Linked DNA regions of Hordeum vulgare: all the other regions are linked to region 3. A link is a contact called in public Hi-C data. All regions are on one chromosome and are shown on one strand. Each heading gives the region's core, a stretch centred on a gene start, on an enhancer-like site or on the middle of the called end of the contact. The rest is flanking DNA. Distances are from core to core; before and after follow the strand shown.

What was found. Hi-C and Micro-C count contacts between places; a contact is called where the count stands out from the background.
Region 1: a contact with region 3 is called in a Hi-C map of leaf, with 3 times the contacts expected there. The contact joins two enhancer-like sites. A contact is called at or near these places in 4 of 6 Hi-C or Micro-C datasets (leaf and seedling).
Region 2: a Hi-C map of leaf shows a contact between it and region 3, with 3 times the contacts expected there. The contact joins the promoter of LOC123452885 here to the enhancer-like site in region 3.

Annotation. Positions count from the first base shown.
Region 1 is chr5H:45,025,844-45,029,175 of MorexV3_pseudomolecules_assembly, forward strand. No RefSeq gene overlaps it. Among protein-coding and RNA genes, the nearest start is that of LOC123398403, 7.5 kb to the left of the region's middle. Within about 2 kb of position 1,733, at least 2 of the 3 cell types and tissues checked have open chromatin away from gene starts, as enhancers often do. A contact at or near this core is called in leaf, where this site is marked.
Region 2 is chr5H:45,217,359-45,220,471 of MorexV3_pseudomolecules_assembly, forward strand. It overlaps LOC123452885 (pyridoxal kinase), which reads right to left and starts at 1,800. Exons shown (of 13, transcript XM_045129615.1): 1 at 1,603-1,800; 2 at 1,231-1,363; 3 at 652-745; 4 at 470-574; 5 at 199-282; 6 at 2-75. The coding sequence starts at 1,697.
Region 3 is chr5H:45,748,826-45,751,827 of MorexV3_pseudomolecules_assembly, forward strand. No RefSeq gene overlaps it. Among protein-coding and RNA genes, the nearest start is that of LOC123395896, 460 kb to the right of the region's middle. Within about 2 kb of position 1,421, at least 1 of the 3 cell types and tissues checked has open chromatin away from gene starts, as enhancers often do. A contact at or near this core is called in leaf, where this site is marked.

The DNA of each region.
Region 1 (3,332 bases), core at 483-2,982, 720 kb before region 3:
TTTGCCACACTTCTCTTAGAGGGAGCACCATGTTGTTCATATAGAGAGTCTCTTCTGATGTCATTTTCATATGTTAGTGGGAATTTTTCATTATATAACTTGGCTTGTATATTCCGATGACGGGCTTCCTCAAATGCATGAGGTCTTTATGAACAAGCAAGATGGATGCACACCCACTTAGCTTTCATTGAGCTTGCATATACTTATAGCTCTAGTGTATCTGTTTTGGCAATCCCTACTGCTCACATTGATATAGATTGATGGGCATATCCATAGACCATTGGTCCGTCTAGTTGATGCGAGACTGTCTTTCCACTTTGACTCCTTTTGATCTCTACCACCATACTCTATTACACTCATATGCTATATCCATGGTTCACGCTCATGTATTGAGTGAGGTTGAAAATGCTGAAGCGCGTTAAAAGTACAAGCCAATTGCCTGGTTTGACACCGGGGTGCTCATGATTTATACTTTATGCTAGGAAGACTAAGCATGACAAGCTATATGATTTTGTAGGGATGTCGTTCTTTAGCATTGTTATTTTAAAAGACATGAGGGTTTGTTGGTATGCTTGAGTATTGATATCTTTATATCAAACGATAGATTATTGCCTTGAATCACTTGTATCTTTAAAATTCATGCCATGATTAGACATTTGTTCAAGATTATGTTAAGTAACATTCCACATCAAAAATTATCTTTTTATCATTTACCTACTCGAGAACGAGCATGAATTACGTTGGGGATGATGACATGTCTCTCTTGTATCTATAAGTTTTGATTATTTCATGCCAATACTTGACAACTTTCATATACTTTTGGCAACATTTCATATACCATGCCTCTCCCACCCGTATTATAAGTAATACCATTGATTACACTATGGAAATTCGAGGATGCTAGAATACAAGTTAAGAATAGATCATCAACCAAGGTGGAGCCTCCTTGCAGTTTGAGCATTCGAGATACCCTCGAAAGTGACTATGAAAGAACCCAAATAATGACCTTGGTTGTCCCTACAAATGACCGCCACGTCTCGTGTGTTTGCATGTTTTTCCACCTCACCATCAATATTCAGTTTTACGCCCCTTACAGTGGACAAACCCAAGAATGGCGTCGGGTGGGCGGAGCACCATGTGTTGCCACATTTGGCTGGTCCTTAGATTTAGCCTCGAGTCAAGTAAAAAAATCCGAATAAAGAGCCTCGAGCCTTGACTAAAGAGATATAATTCATGATCGTAGATGGACTTCTCACGAGTATATTAGATGGACCAAAGAGACCACCCTGTGTGTGAATTCGATAAACGATAATGAGCTTTGCATTGTGAAGAGCCACTTCTTTATATGCAATCCCTTTTTTTACAAGACCATGACCAACAATTAGGAATGTTCCATGTACACAATCGGATGATGAGAATTAACGAACGGTCCATAGAAAGGAACGTGGCACAAATCACCCCCTTCTCGCCAAACATGAAATGTACTTGTACCATACTAGTGATGTATTAAGCGTCGGATATGAGGTCCCTTGTCAATACCCAACTAAGAGCAATAAATGGGAGTACACATGGATAATGGCCCATGCAGAGTCACGCACTAGATCGAAAAGATAAAGCCCCACCCCTAGCAGAATAATGAATTTTTTTTGGGAAGCACGTCGTATGACACACCCCGTGCGATTGTAAAAAGTAGAGAGCTCCTAATTGGCGCATGTAGCGCGCGAGAGCTATATAACAAGCTCTCGCTCAAGCATCCACACTAACGGCCCAACCCTTGAGCGCATATAGTAAAACAAAGAGAAATAGAGAAAGGAAAGAGAGCTCCCAAGGAGTCAATCCTTGGTGGTCTCATTGGTGGGTGGTGCTTTTGGCCATTGCACAAAGGTCGAGTTCATGTCAAGACACGAGGTGCGACCAACTTGAGGAAAAATACCTGGATATGCTTCTCGCCATCTCTCTTTTTTTTTTACTTTTTTTTATTTTGCTTGGTTTCCTTATTTCTTCTCCAGGTTTTTTCATAGTTATATTTTGGTTGTTTGTTTCTTGTTTTGGTTTCTCTTTGTTTCTTCCATGGGTTTTATCCAATTTTATTTTCTTTCTCCTTTTTTCTTGTTTTTTATCTGATTTCTCTTCGTTTCTTTCATGGGTTTTATCCATTTTTTTCATATTTTTATCTGGTTTTTTTTTATTTTCATTTTATTTGTTTCTTTATTTGTTTTCATAGCATTTTACCTTTTTTTGTATTTGCTTTTTCTTTTTTTCTATACATTTTTCCTTTGGTTTATTTTTTTATTTTCATTGCCTTTTCTTTTTATCTCTATTTTGGTTTTCATTCTGCATTTTTTGTATACGTCAAGAAAAATTGTATAATACATGTTTAACATTTTGCAAATAAAATTTTAATTTTTCTTATACATGGTCAACTTTTTTTCTAGACACAATTTTAAATACAAGGTCAACATTTCTTAATATATTGTCAACAAATTCTATACATATTATAAAGTTTTTCAAATTTTTGATTAAAAAAATAGAATACAAAACTAACATTTTTTGAATACATACAAAACATTTTTTCTATATATATTTATCATTTTTTCATATTCTTTACTACCTAGTTTCAAATGCAATATTAGCATTTTTTAATACATGGTCGATATTTTTATATGCACATTTAACATTTTCATATGATTTATTAATAATTTATATATGTAATATTTTGTTTTTGGATACATGGTCAGTATTTTTTTTCTATACACCATTTCATTTTTAATTGCGTAATGACCATTTTTTCAAATGAAATACTAATATTTTTATTACATGTTCAACATTTTTTCCATTTACATTTAACATTTTCAAATGCTTGATAAAAAAATTCTAAAATGTAATATTAAACTATTTTGGATATATGGTCAATATTTTTCATATAAACATTTAACCTTTTCAAATACTCGATGATCGTTTTAAATATCCAAGTTTAACATTTTTGGAATACAATAGATAATTAATTATGTTTAAATACATGTTCAACATATTTGTACACATATTTACCATTTTCAAGTGCTTGAGTAGTACTTTAAAAATTATTGTTTAACGGTTTATAATTGTATCATTAACATTTTTAAATGCACAATCGTACCTTTTCACACACATTCTATAAATGTTGTATATATTTTTCGCACACATTTGAAACAGTTTCTCTACTCACATTCAACAGTTTTTTAAATGATTGATTAGCATTTTTTCAAATGTTTTACGTAAAGTGTTTTTTTGTAATATAGTTATTCAGAATATTTGGAAGTATAAATGTAATTAAGAAATGAATTAAGAAACAA
Region 2 (3,113 bases), core at 550-3,049, 530 kb before region 3:
CCTTCTTCTGATAAACAGATACTAAATCCTGAGGAACATATAGTTTGCCTTCATCGCCTAGAACCGGGTCGCAAACTGCAGAGAGGTTGTGGACATGTCATAGCAAATTCTATTTAGGATTTGTTTATGACATAATTCCCGATAAGATTTTGTACAACAGAACTGACCATATAGATAATGGAGGTGAGAAAAGGTTACCGTATATAAGATCAGGATTGACTGATCGTAATTTGTCGACGACTTGTAGCACTGTACTTAAAAAGGAAACAGAGCCGATGTAACCTGAATACCAATAAATAGCATGTTACTTCAAGAAAATAAATAAAAAGCATGCTTTTTTGTGTGCATAAAGCATTATGTTTGATTAAAAGGAGATGATGATTAATGGCTGCCATTGAACACCTATCAACTTGCTTTTGGCATGAAGGATGGGAAATCCCGAATTGAAGAAGTCGTAATGGTCATTCACCTGTTAACAAATGTGTATAGTGCAATAATTCATTTTCCTCCAGTCCTTCAATAAGATCCCACAGCTGATTGCCATTGAGAACCTGACCTCTAAATTTTGGGTATCCTGAGATAACACATATTGGAAAATATTTAGGCGTGCCAGACATATTGCACATTGTACCAAACAGACCAAATATATACCTGTATGATTAGAAAACTGTACAGAGTTTATCGGATCCACATCAAAACCAAGGAGTTGCAACGGAAAGACAGCAGATTTGTTGCCAACATAGCCCTAAATTAAGGAAAAGCAGCATGAGTAGAGGACATAAGTCAAATCAAACATAACATATTCAGTAATTTACTACGGGTGATTTCTGAAACAATGCTGTCAACAGTTATTATTGTACACTAAACAATCCCCAATCCAGTACATGATCATATGTGAGGCATACAACAACTGTATTCACCATTAAGCAACCACACGACTCTGGCGACACTACACAATGAGAGACAATCATGCTGACGGTGTGCAAGCAGCACAGCATGCACCCATGCTGATATGAATAAAAATAAAAATCTCGGTCATGGAGCACTTGCAAATGCCTTGAGTACAGTTGGTGTTCTCGGCCTAGCCGCCAAGATCTTAGAACCCGCAAAACTCTTGATTTGCTCCCAAACCCAGACTATCGTACCATACAGCCGCTAATTGCTTGTAGATGCAAGTAGCGAGGCAAGATCATGGCAGATGAACAGAGGAGAAAGAGGGTGGTGTGGCACCTGGACGGTGTGGGACTGGATGCTGAGCACGCGCCCCGTGTCAGACGGCAGTGCGACGGAGAGGATCGGCGGCCGCGCCATCGCCGGATGCACCGCCCCTCCGCTCGTCCCCCGCCGCCAACCAGGCCCCTCCCTGCGAAATCGCAGCAGCACGAAGGCAAGCAAAGCTGGTCAGGCACAGGAGGGAGAAGGAGAGGCCAAATTGTTCTCTTTTACTCCGATCTTCCACCATCAATCCAACCTAACCAATTGACTAATCGGCAGCGAAATATCCTCGGAGATTTGGAGGTGGACTACGCCACTACGGGTCTCCACAGCTACTAATTTTATATTGATAATTAATTAACCGACAAGTAGATTATCTTTACCCACCTGGAGGAGAAAGGGGTGGATGGGATCCACCGTCCCCACGAGGCGCACGAGCGGGGGAGCGGGGGGAGCGGCGGCACGGCGGAGGCGGCGAGCATGCGACGGTGAGGAGGGTGGAGGCGGAAGAAGAGTATGCGAGGGAGATAGACGGAGTGGACCAGCACCGGACGGCGATGGGATCGCACGGCTGACAGCTGACGCTATCGCGGCCGTCCGTGTGGCAAGCGAGGGATAGGATTCCTTCACTCACGATAGTGTCGTTTTTGTTTTTGTACACTATACCAGTAAGCCTACACGTACTTCGACAATACAATTAATTGAGAAATTTTTTTGAGCTGGAACCCACTTTTTATTCAACGAAAACTTCCAATATAGTACAAAGAACATCAGAAATAAAAAAAATACATTCAGGTTCATAGATCACCTAGCGACGACTACAAGCACTGAAACGAGCCGAAGGCGTGCCGCCGTCATCGCCCCTCCGTCATCGGAGCCGGCCAAACCTTATTGTACAGTAGTAGATAGTCGGGAAGTCGTCGTGCTAAGGCCCAATAAGACCAGCGCACCAGAACAGCAATAGGACCAACGCACCAGAACAGGAACCGTCGTCGATGAAGAGAAGATTAGATCGGAAGTATCCAACCCGTAGACACACAAACGCACACGAACGAAGACCGGATCCATATGGATCCACCAAAGACAAACGCTGACCGAATCCCATGAGATCCGCCGAAGATAAACCTCCACACACCCTCCGAAGATGCTATGAACACCATCGAAACGGGGGATAGGCGGGGATGACCTTATTCCATCTGCACAGAGCCGCCTCCGCCCTGCATCTCTGAGTAGGACACAAACTCTTAACAAAACTCAAGAAAACATCAGAAAACGGAGCCCTCCCATCGGCGAAGACCGGGATCCACCACGACTCCATGGCCCAAAGACCATAGAAGACAAGATAGACCGACGACGGTGCCGACGGGAGGCAGGGAAGACCCTAGCCTTTGTGCTAGGGTACGACCGGCCGGCCGATGTTGTCCGTGGTTTCCTTTTTTAAGGAAACCCTAACCCTCACACGATTTGACGAGCTGGAACCCACTTTATTCCCCCTAATTTAAAATACCCGAAACACGGTCCCTAAACTTAATAAGGGGTTCACCTACGGTTTTATATACTCCCTCCGTCACGATTTAGAAGGCACGGTTAAATTTACGTGCATTTTCATAATAGACAAGGTTTAGGGCGCATTGCATTTACTCTTAGAAGTTAATTAGTACTCCGTTGTACTACTCCTATATGCATGCCTAGTGTGAATGCTATTTTTTAGCCTATCTCACAACCAATCAATAACCACCTAGGTTCCAGAGAATTTTCAAGAACGTCTTCTAAACCATGGAGGGAGTATGATTTTGCTTTAGATTTAGGGCCCTAGTAGCTTAGGTTTTGGATCGTACAATGTCTTGGCTTCCGCGGTGATGATGGTGATGCTGAATAAAGAAGCTCTAGATTTTTCT
Region 3 (3,002 bases), core at 171-2,670:
CAAAAAAGTTGATAGATTTCAAAAAAATCACGGACTAAAATACAAACAGGATCTCTAGATGGACTATATGCAGGCGCCGGTTAGCAAAATTTACCTTTAACTGACGTATATAGCGCTAAATAAGGTTTGCCAGCGCTGTATACAGTTGGATGAATCAAGAAGTAAGAAAAAGGAAAACAAATGGGCCGAGGCTTTGATGAAGGGGGTCTTCGCCACGTTGTAGAAATAGTAGGAAATGGATATAAGCTTTGCATAATGTAAGGTGTTTGGTGGTGTGTTTAGAAAAATAAATCGGATTTTTTAAAGCGTTAGTATTTATTTCTATAGGAAGGATGTACCTCGTGCTATGGTAGGTTCTTAGGAGATGCTAATAAAAATAAACCGGATTTTAGAAGCGCAATGTTCGTTTCTATAAAGGAATGTCTAATTAATTGCCTAACCTTTATAAGTAAGCATCAATGCTTAAAGAAACACCAGTTGATTTCTCTAAGAATCGTACATTATACTCTTCAGATAAGCATTTATGCTTAAATAAACATTGGTATATTTCTCTAAGCACATTGCATTATACAAGGTCAAGCGCTAAATACGAACTTATTGAGTAAACTACAGTTTTCTTCCCCGGTTTTTCCTCACGTGATTATTCAAACCAGTTATGATGTTTCCAGGAGGTTCCAATCAATATTTTATTTTATTTTATTTGTCTTTATTCTACAGTTTTCTTCCGTTCCTTTACATTTCCCATTTTAAATTTCATTAGTTTTTTAAAATTGCAAGCTTTTAAGATTCACGAACTCTTTTCAGTTTCGTGAATATTTTCCAAATATGTACTATTTTTCCAATTTCTGAATATTTTATGCTCATGAACATCTTTCAAGTTCATGACCATTTCCATCTTCGTGAACGTTTTTCTAGTTGGTGAAAAAAATTCAAACCATGAGCCTTATTTCTATCAATGAACGTATGTCGAATTCATGAGGATTTTATAAATTCATGAATAGTTTCCAGATTTGTGGACATTTTTCTATTGATGAACAATTTTTGAATTTGATATGTTTCCCAAATTTGCAAAGAATTTTCGAATTCACGAAAAAATTTCAGTGTTTTTATATCTGTGAACATTGTTTTGATTCCGCAAAATTTCCTCAACTTCGTCGAATATTTACTTGTTTTTGTGAACGTTTTTTGAATTCATAGTTTTTTTTATATATTTGCGAACCTAATAGCGGGCTTTTTTGGATTAATGAATATTTTAAATAAGTAAACCAACAAAACAAAAAACCGGTCATCATACAAAAAATATGGAAAAAAACTTAAGATGGAGAGAAGAAGGAAAATATAATGTGCATGCACAGTCACTCCCGTATGTAGCGACGTTTCTGCACGCGAGGCGAGGCCTATTTAATGGATCATTATCGGAACCATGAAGTTATAGCATTTTTTGCTAGACTGTGTATGATAACGATCGTAAGGTGTCACCTTCATACAACTTACACGTCAAAATGTGAATGCCATGTGGTGAAATGGTCGGCATCACGACATAGATAACGAAACAGATCGTGACAACAACGATATACGTATAGTAAAACTCTGAAAAAATCAAATTTAATGAGTGGATAAAATAAGGGTCTTTTGACCAAGATACGATTCCTGTAATGAAAGCGGATTATACCTTAGACAGGTAGGAATACGAACTATTGTAAGACTAGTCATCAACCCGTGCAACTGCACGGGCTAGAATTTCAAATATGCAGAAAACTAAAAATATGTATATGACATCCATTCTACATGAATACTTTAGAATTCAAATATAGTAATACATAAAAATAGTTCAATAAATTATCATTAAGTCTTTCAAGTAGTATTTATTATATGAAAAGTAGCGGTTGTAGCAATAATTAACACGGTTGTAGCAAAAATCAAATGCTGGTTGTAACAAAAAAATCCAACAAACTCGAGTTGTAACCAAACGTGGATGTAGCTTTTTAATGAACAAAGTGTAGCAAAATGGAAAACGTGGTTGCAACAAATCTGAACGAAAAAATACTGCATGAGCTGGCAAGCCAGCCGCGCGGGCCGAGCACGACCGGCCGAACGATTCGGCCGGCTGGAAGCGTTTCCCTTAGCAAAATACAGAAAAGCGATGCAAAATTAAACATTGACAGAATAATATGCTCCTATAACCTTTTTCTTTTACTTACAATATTCCATTTTTTGGCAAGGACATGTATCGTCATAATATATATGAGTAGTGATGGCTGAGTGATGCACTCCTCGATCTTGTAAGCCCATACTGATAGAACGGCTAGATGACGAGGGAGCCAGGAGACGCCATGTTCGGGCAGTGAAAGTCTTGGGGCTGGTACACATTATGCAAAACCGATATCTACATGAGTGTTTTGTTTTCTTTGGAACTTTCGTGTGGCTGGGCACTTTTATTTTCTTTTGTATGTGTTAGTTACACTTTTGTTTTATGAAGGAACTTGCACATGTTGAGGACTCCTTTTTTTGGACGTGCAGGGAATTTTTTTTACGTCTAGGTATTTTCGTTATAATGTATGTGTTTTTTTTAGAAAGTACACGTGGTGTTTTTTGAGAACATACGTGATTTTTTTTAGGAATTTACCTGGTGTTTTTGGAGATCTTAATGTGGGTATTCAGAAATCCTTTTTTCTTGGTACACGTGATGGATATGGGTGTTGAGAAATCCGTTTTTGGTATATATGTTATGGACTTAGTTTTGACTTGTGAAGGAACATCACGTGGGTGTTGATGACTCGTTTTCTGTACATATAGGTACGTTCCTTTCAGTGCATGTGTTGTTTTTCTTTTTAATAAATGGTTTTTTGAACGTGCAACTTTTTTACGTCTAGGTACATTCCTTTTAATGTATGTGGTATTTTTTTTGAAAGTACACGTGTTGTATTTTGTAGAATGTATGTTTTTTATAGGAATCTTTTGTTCTTGGATATAACGTGGGTATTGACCTTTTTATGGGTACA